Regions from separate parts of the Sus scrofa genome. Here regions 2 and 3 are each linked to region 1. A link is a contact called in public HiChIP or PLAC-seq data. All regions are on one chromosome and are shown on one strand. The core of a region is the stretch at or near the end of the contact, and the rest is flanking DNA. Distances in the headings are between cores, read along the strand shown. Region 1 has its middle 49 kb from the start of NEUROD1. Region 2 overlaps SSFA2 (sperm-specific antigen 2). Region 3 has its middle 35 kb from the start of PPP1R1C.

Region 1 (2,700 bases), core at 167-2,666:
ACTAGACATAATTAAACCCCAATTCCTAAAATGTCTCAATTCTAAGATTCAGATTTAGGATCTGTTATTAGCAAATTCTTAGATTTCTAAAGATTTCTTATTGCCAATTTTAAAAACAGCATAGCATGATGATTTAGAGGTGAGAAGTTTTCTTTTTGGTTCCCTGAAGTTCCAAATGATTAGGCTGACCTCTGATCTATGGTTCATACCCTGGGTGCAAAATTGCTGGATTATGTAGAATTCCAAAGTCCACATGGTCTGGAAACCTATGTCACAAATTTATGGGGGTAGGGAGAGCATACATGGATTGACAAGTCATTACAGCTTCTGTACCCTAGTCATATGCTCTGACAATTACGGCAGATTACCAAGAAGAAATTAGGCAATCATGTTAACTAATGCTGTTCTTGTCAACTTGCTCTTTGGAAGCAGCTGAAAAGGAGTAGAATTAATTGATATTTCTAAAATCCAGAGAATTTCTATAGGCCGTGGGATAGTTTTAGTAAATGTGGGAGCCATAGAGGTTGTACCTCACCAGAGTTTAGAATTGCAATTTTCTATTATAAGTACTTTCTGCTATTGAAGTCACATGAGTCCTCTTGAGGCATATTCATAGGTATACTTTAAGGCAATCTATTTCCTGACATAAGTAAATGTTTGTTACTTTAATTATAACTCATCAAGAAAGACCATTTATTTACCTGTCTGTTGATCAAAATTTCTAAATTATGGAGGGAGGAAAAATGCGAATGTAGCTTTACTTAAAAGAAATAACAATAATTTACTTATGCAAGAAAATTATAGAGTATACATAATAAGTTATGCTGGGTAATGCTGTAGTAAACCAATTGGATATATCAGTTACATGGTTATTCTAGAACCTATATTTCTAACCACCGCTCACAGTAAACCAAAAAATCCCACTACCTCAATTCTTTGAAAAAAAAAAAAGTATAAGTAGTAAAAGAAAAAAAAAAGCCCTTTACTTATAAAAGTGACTAATAGTAACTAATAGCATATGGCTTAAAGGATAATTTAAACTATTTTATGTTACTTCCACAAAGATATTATTGTTATCATAATGATTCCTTTACACTTAGAATGAAGAAATAAATATGGGGTTTTCACATGATAAATACTGAGGTACAGGTCTGAAAACCAGAAAGAGATGTTTTTCCAGCAGAGCTGATCAGATTAAGCATGAAACGATTTTTTTTTTAATTACCCCACAAATCAAAACAAAGATGAGGGAAAAGTTCCATGAATAAACATCAGGGTCATAGTCTAGGAGAGGGGAAAACATATCAGGAAACCAAAAACAAGTGGAGCCAGTTGTCAATCTAGGAACAAGGCAGATGGTTAAAGTCGGAAGTCACATAAGCAACAAAAAGAGCCAAGGTCCAAACCACAAAGCAGAAGTTATGAGAATAACACAACTGGGCTCTAATCCCAAGGCTGAGAATGGAAGCCAAGCAAAGGTGCCTAGTCATAGAACCAAAGGGCAGTTGTTGAAGCAACAGAGCTTTTTTTGTTTCCTGCCCTTTAAAAAATGCAACAGAAGATAATTAATGTCTATGCCTCTCTGCCATGGTTAGATTAGAGGCAAGTATGGGCTGATTGAGAGTTTTTACCTATCCGACAAGATCAGGAGACATTTTGATTCTGTGGAAGTCACTGTCACAGAACTTGAGGCTGAGGACAAGTCTGAGAAAATCCGACAGACGGAGTGCTCTTGAACTAACTCACTTAGGCCAGGTGACTTTTTCTGCATTATTTCCTTATTTCAGGACAGGAGAAAGAGAACCAGGAATTTGAATTGTTTTACATGGCAAGTGTGACTTCTTTTTCTTCTTGTTTTAAACAACATGTCTGTATTATGTCTAGTTAATGGCATTAAGGGCTAGAATTCAGTTGTCTCCCAAATGGGAGAGAAAGAACATGTGAATGGGGGGGGGCAGTTAATTGGGTAGTATGTTATTTTAAAAAATTCCATCATCTGTGTCCACATTACAGTAAGAACATGCTTGATTTCCCTTGACCCCTTCTCTGTGTGATTTTTCACTCCTCTCCTTAGCATTGGCACAGTGTAGATCAGAGGCCAAGAGGTGTCACCAGTCCATTGTCCTAGGTAACTAACAATACAAAATATACACCCCAGAGTTTCAGTCAGTGGGTTCCCAACAGATCAACAAGTGGAAAGTCTGACATCTTCCCCGGAGTGATGGTATTAAGCTAATGGTGTTCTCTGACAGGAAGTTTTTTTCTGATACTGTGTATGTTTTCCTAACTCCTCTTACTGCTCACTCCCATGGTTATCTCTATGGCTCTGGAAAACAATGCCAACCCCCTCATCAGTGTTCTATTTTTAGACCTCATTTAGTCTATAGAGTCAGATGGCTCATATTTAGCTTCCCTTAAATTTCTCCCATTAGTCATTCAAACTCATCATCGCCTTAGTCATTTTTGTTTGGTTGGTTTTCAGTTTATGATGCTTAGCCTAAGAATGAAAACAGCATTTCCAGGAATAGCTCATAAGGGTGCAGTCAGATACTTTAGTCTATATACTGAAATGACTTTACATTATTTCTTAGAAAGGAATCTAATTTTTCATTCTTCTTCAATTCATACCTCCTTCAGCCTCGCAGTTTTGAGTTCCTTCTATCAATGATACTCTCCCTTCTGGGAGAACAATTTCTAGGA
Region 2 (2,700 bases), core at 170-2,669, 160 kb after region 1:
AAACTATTCTTGAGTTTTCTAATTGTTAGTAACTTGCTTAGATAATTCTTATGATCTTATTGAGAAATTATTTATATTGAATAAATACATCATGATGTCTCTCTAGAACCATAGATAAGTAGTATGAACAACTCATAGTTAAACCAGAATGATTCTGCACCGTGAGCAGTTGCTCATCTTTTAATAAATGAAAAATTTCTCATACTTTAGAGGAAAGAGAACTTTATCTGTGTATTTCTATAAACAAGTTGTCCTTTGTCTCTCTCTTTTTTGTCTTTTAGGGCCGCACCCATGGCATATGGAGGTTCCCAGGCTAGGGGTGGAATTGGAGCTGTAGCTGCCAGCCTACACCACAGCTAACAGCAATGTCGGATTCTTAACCCACTGAGCTAAGCCAGGGATCCAGCCCATGTCCTCATGGATACTAACTAGTTGGTTTGTTACTGCTGAGCCACGATGGGAACTCCTGTCCTGTGTCTCTTTACTCTATAAATAGGTTTACATTTAAATATAAATATTATTGGCATTATATACAATTTTTTAAGCTGCTCAAATTTTAGAAGGTGTTTCTGATCCTTTCTTTATACATATTGTTGATCTAACTAATGTCCTTCATTACTTATTTTTAGCCATTAAGTTTTGGGATTCTTTTTATTAGATTTACTAGCCTTGGTTAAAGTAATTACAAATCAGTCAGACACCTGACAGTTAAGTTGTTTCTTTGGCCTTTCAAATTTGACTGTATGTATTTTGAAGGCAAATAACATGTCTGTAGTTGAATAGGAACTTGAACATGACATACACACTGACGTCTGTTGTTTTAAATCCCAATTAACCACTAAGTTTTGTTATTCGATATTTATCTAAGAGAATGTTAACTTTTTTGGTTTTCACCTGACAGTAAAAGTAAACCATATATATATGTGTGTGTGTATATACAACTTGAAAGTTTTTTAAAAATGAAATTTTTCAACTAATTATACAATTATAAGCTAGCATAGAAGGATTTTTGAATTCACTTTCCAGCTTTTTCCTTTTATGGATAAGGAAGCATTTCCCTCCAGTATTTCAAATTGCTTGGCAGCAGTGGCTCTCCATCGTCTTTCCGAGGGATGCAATGCCCTTTAGTATCAGTGCCTTACCCAGGGGCTGTCAGGGTATGGAGTTCTGGAGATGCAGAGGGAGATCTGTTGTAAATCTTCACCACTTTACCAAAAAATACATTGCTTACGGTCACACTTGGTCATCCTAAGGACATGTGAGGTAGGAGCTCCAAACTTTATTTTTCAGTTAAGAAAACTGAGATAATTATCACCAATAATTCAGATAATTGTCTGAAGCCATTCAGCCACTAAGTGGTACGAGTAAGACTTGACTTTGAGTCTTTGTACAAACCAGCTCCTTTTGACTACAACATATAACTTGGTCAAGATCAGACTGGTTGATAGGGTCAGACATTGCACAAGAACTCAGGTCATCTGATGCATAGCTCCGTGCCTATTTTTGGAAAATTAATGCTTTCCTTGAATTGTTATGAGGTATCATTTAAAATGAGGCAGAAGAGTAATTTCTGAAGTTCCAGTTTGGGTTTTCTGCTATATGGTTCTCTTTAAACCTTAGAGGAGAGTTACTTGAGTTAGAACATTCTACATATTGCTGCTGTATAAAAAACACAGTACAATAGTATTGTGCCTCAAAGATGTGTTTTAGAATAAATGTGACAGATGTTTAAAGAGCCAAATTAGGTGTCTGCTGTGGTAACAAGACATTGACTAAAAAAGGTAAAATCTTGAAGTTCCCACTGTGGTGCAGTAGGTTAGTGATCCAGCTTATCTCTGGCATTGCTGATTTCTGGCCCTGGGCTGAGGTTCATTCCCCAGCCCATTGCAGTGGGTTAAGGATCTGGCATTGCCACAGCTGTGGTGTAGGCTGCAGATGCGGTTCTGATTTGATCCCAGTCCTGGAACTTCGTATTCCTTGGGTAAGGTTGAAAAAGAGAAAGAAAAAAGGTAAAATCTTTGATTAAAACATTTTTAAAATGTAGTAACTCAAATGTGTGGGTTATTCTAAAGTTGTTTTCTTAAAGCTTTAAATTCTTAAAGACATTGAGACCAAGTGATTTTATTATTTTGATTTAGTGGGTTTTTCGTGTTTTTGTTTTGTTTTGCTTTGTTTTTGTAATTTTTATTATGAAAAGTTTCAAACTTACCAAAAGATTAAGTAGTATGATGAAAACCCATTATTCATCACTCAATTCGATTATCAATATTTAGCTATAGTTAATAAAAGACCAATCCTGTAGCAAATGACCAGCATCCCACTGAGAATTTGAAACCATGGAATAGGAAAATCTAAGTTCTATGTTTGCATTATAATTTCTGTGGTGCCCCTCATCTTGAATTTGACTGCTTTTCTCTGCACAACTTTAACCAATAATGGAACATGATAAGCTATGAAATTCAACCATTATCACTGGCAAGTCTGTTTCTGTCTTCAGCAAGTGATTGATGATTTTGCTGAGTAAGTAGGAAGAAGGACCCTAACCTTAGTAGTTTTGTAGTAAAATATGATCCACTCAACTCCCTTTTAAGGGCCTTCTTTCACTTAATTCTGGAGTTTGTAGTGGCAGGAGAGAGGGAGATTTTTATTTTTTGGCCATAGAGTAGCATCTTGAAGGTAGTATAATGAAGATACTTATTT
Region 3 (2,700 bases), core at 94-2,593, 200 kb after region 1:
CACATAGCTGAAGGGAGTAGAAATACATAAGCATTAGGAGGCCCTGTCTAGAGGCAGAAAGATATTAGCTCCAGGCTTAGCTCTGACACTTTCTTGTTTTAGTCTCGATGTCCTAAAACAAAACAAAACAAAAGCACCTTCCTTTTTGGAGTATTGGGGGAGATTAATAAGGTGTACGTAATAACATAAGGACATTTAGGATATTGTCTAGCATATGGGAAGAGCTCAATAAATATTAGCTATTAGCAAGAGGTAGTAATAACAGAAGAAAAAGTAAAAATACACAGCACTGTATTAAAATATCAAGATGATATACTGTATTATCCAAGTCCAGTATGAGTGAAAATACAGTTGCTGACATTCCAACTTTATGTTAAATAAACCACAATCACAATTATGTGATTTGTCCTGCTTAAGCTTTATTTCATTCAGGAAAAGCTCAACATGAAGGACATTTGTCAGACTTTTATCTTTTCTATTGTTTATAATACACTTAATTGGCACCACAGTAAATGATTAATTAAGATATTTGCTAAGGATGAGATTATTTACCCTGTATCATCTATTTATAGGATTTGGGGTTTCAAACTGGAATCCTTGGTTTTGGCTATTTGTTGCCATTTATTGTTTTTTAGAAGAATGCCCTTGACAACAATACTGTCTTAGTACAATCCTATTTCTTTTCTCTTTCTTATTTTTTTAAAATGAATTGATGAACCACTGAGTTGAGCTTTTAAAAATCCTCTGAGCACAGAGATTCTCAGGTAAGCAAAGGCAATTATCAGAATATGTATTGCACGTGTAGGTATGTTTATGCACATATGCACGGGCATGTTGTTTTTATTCAATTTTATAATTTTATGTCTGGAGAAATATTCCTTTGAAATACTAGCCTTTTAAAACATAGCCTCTCAAAATCTTCCAAACTGGTAGGGTATGGGTTTTAACAAGTTGAGAAAAAGTTACAAATTATGCTAATTTATTATTAACATTGAAATATTAAAATAAAATACTATATCCAGATCATTTTATATTTATTTACTTTTGAGAGGTTCTACTATTCATAATATTAGAGTTTAAATTGGTATGTAACAAGTCAAGTGGTTTTCAAACTGATGTAATTCTGAAAGTCGTACAATCTAAAGCTGAATTAAGTATTCGACTGGTAGAAACTGCAAATAACTCCAACAATTTTTAAAATCCACTACAATGAGACAGTCAGCATATTTCTCTGGAGAGAAGAATTTAGAGCTCTTGGTGATGAGGATTGCTCAGAGCATAATACTTGCCTAGCCATGACTTGTGTGTCATAGAGATTGAAAATCAGGAAGTATAGACATCAGTAGTTCATGACCTTGAGATCTCATTACAGGCAAGGAAAAGAAAAGGCACTTTCGAGAAGTGATAGTCACTGCCAACTTCCTGGTTTCATCTTCAAACAAGGAACATTTAGAGCTCTCCAAAATATTCTGGCACATTGCTAGAAAAACATCCCATATGCAGCAAGTACACTTTCCCAGTCCACTTTTTATGGCTGCTGGTACAAAACCTAACAGTTATTTCTCAAAAATTATGGGACTGCTAATTAATGAAGATGTTAATTTGCAAAAATAACTCTTAAAAAGGACTTGCCAATATCTAAAATTAGCCCCTGGTTTGGTGGGTATGTAGTTATTAAAATGTGTATTTGGCTTCTCTTTGAGGAGGCATGTGTGAAAAATTTTATATACTTGAGCTGAACTTTACAGAAGACTCTAAGCATATAAAAATACATTTATGCATTGTGCATATGTCATCTCTTTCCCTTCAAGGACGTATTGCATGCAAAGATTATGTCATTTGAAACATTAGCCATTTTTTCCCCCCTTTGTTGACTAGCAAAGTAAAAGCCCCATTAAGTTCTAGTTTTGCTTAGCAAATATTGCTTTTTTTTGCTAGGTAACTTGCTTCTTTACAATAAGTCCTGAACGTCTCTTCCATATCTAACCACCTCCACTACTACTATCTTTGTTCAAACCCTCTTAGTTCTTGCCTGAGTTATATTCACTTGAGTTATAGTAGTTCATCTGTAGTCCATATTCTTCTACATTGTTAGAATTATTATTCTGAACACAAATATGATTCCATCACCTTTGCCCAATTGTTCAAAGCCTTCCAAAGACTCCCCATTGTTTTGAAGTCCAAATGCATCCCTTTTTATATCTCCAAGTCTCATTTGTTGAAAGCCTCAGTGTGCAGCTGGGCTCTAGCCATATTCAACCATGCTGCTCCACCCTTCCCTGTATTTGCATGTTTTGTTCTCTCTGCTTGGAAGTCCTTTCCTTTTTCACCAGTGCCATCCACTTTAAGCATCTCTTCCTCCAAGAAGCCTTCTGTGATCCACCAAGTAGAGATCACTGTTGCCTATGCCTCCACTTTACATAGTACACACCTTTATGTGTGTGTATATGCCAACTTTACTAAAATATATTTTACATACAATTCACCTATTTAATGTGTATGATTCCATGGGTTTTAATACTTTCAAGGAGTTATGTAACCATCATCACAATTAATTTTATTTTCATTATTTCCCCAAACATCCAGTACCCCTCAGCAGTCACTTTCTGTTCCTCCCCAACCCACTACCATCCTAGGCAACTACTAATCTACTTTCTGTCTCTAGAGATTTACCTTTTCTGAACATTTCAGATAAATGGA

What was found. HiChIP or PLAC-seq counts read pairs in DNA pulled down with a chosen protein or histone mark.
Region 2: a contact with region 1 is called in an H3K27ac HiChIP or PLAC-seq map of alveolar macrophages. The contact joins two enhancer-like sites. A contact is called at or near these places in 18 of 47 Hi-C or Micro-C datasets (alveolar macrophages, blood, brain and 11 more) and 1 of 2 datasets of contacts at active chromatin or transcription factors (alveolar macrophages).
Region 3: a contact with region 1 is called in an H3K27ac HiChIP or PLAC-seq map of alveolar macrophages. The contact joins two enhancer-like sites.

The regions. Positions count from the first base shown.
Region 1 is chr15:87,227,900-87,230,599 of Sscrofa11.1, forward strand. No RefSeq gene overlaps it. Among named protein-coding and RNA genes, the nearest start is that of NEUROD1, 49 kb to the left of the region's middle. Within about 2 kb of position 1,417, at least 10 of the 83 cell types and tissues checked have an H3K27ac peak or open chromatin away from gene starts, as enhancers often do. A contact at or near this core is called in alveolar macrophages, where this site is marked.
Region 2 is chr15:87,392,057-87,394,756 of Sscrofa11.1, forward strand. All of the region lies in intron 10 of SSFA2 (sperm-specific antigen 2), which reads left to right. Among named protein-coding and RNA genes, the nearest start is that of SSFA2, 67 kb to the left of the region's middle. Within about 2 kb of position 1,420, at least 1 of the 83 cell types and tissues checked has an H3K27ac peak or open chromatin away from gene starts, as enhancers often do. A contact at or near this core is called in alveolar macrophages, where this site is marked.
Region 3 is chr15:87,429,003-87,431,702 of Sscrofa11.1, forward strand. No RefSeq gene overlaps it. Among named protein-coding and RNA genes, the nearest start is that of PPP1R1C, 35 kb to the right of the region's middle. Within about 2 kb of position 1,344, at least 4 of the 83 cell types and tissues checked have an H3K27ac peak or open chromatin away from gene starts, as enhancers often do. A contact at or near this core is called in alveolar macrophages, where this site is marked.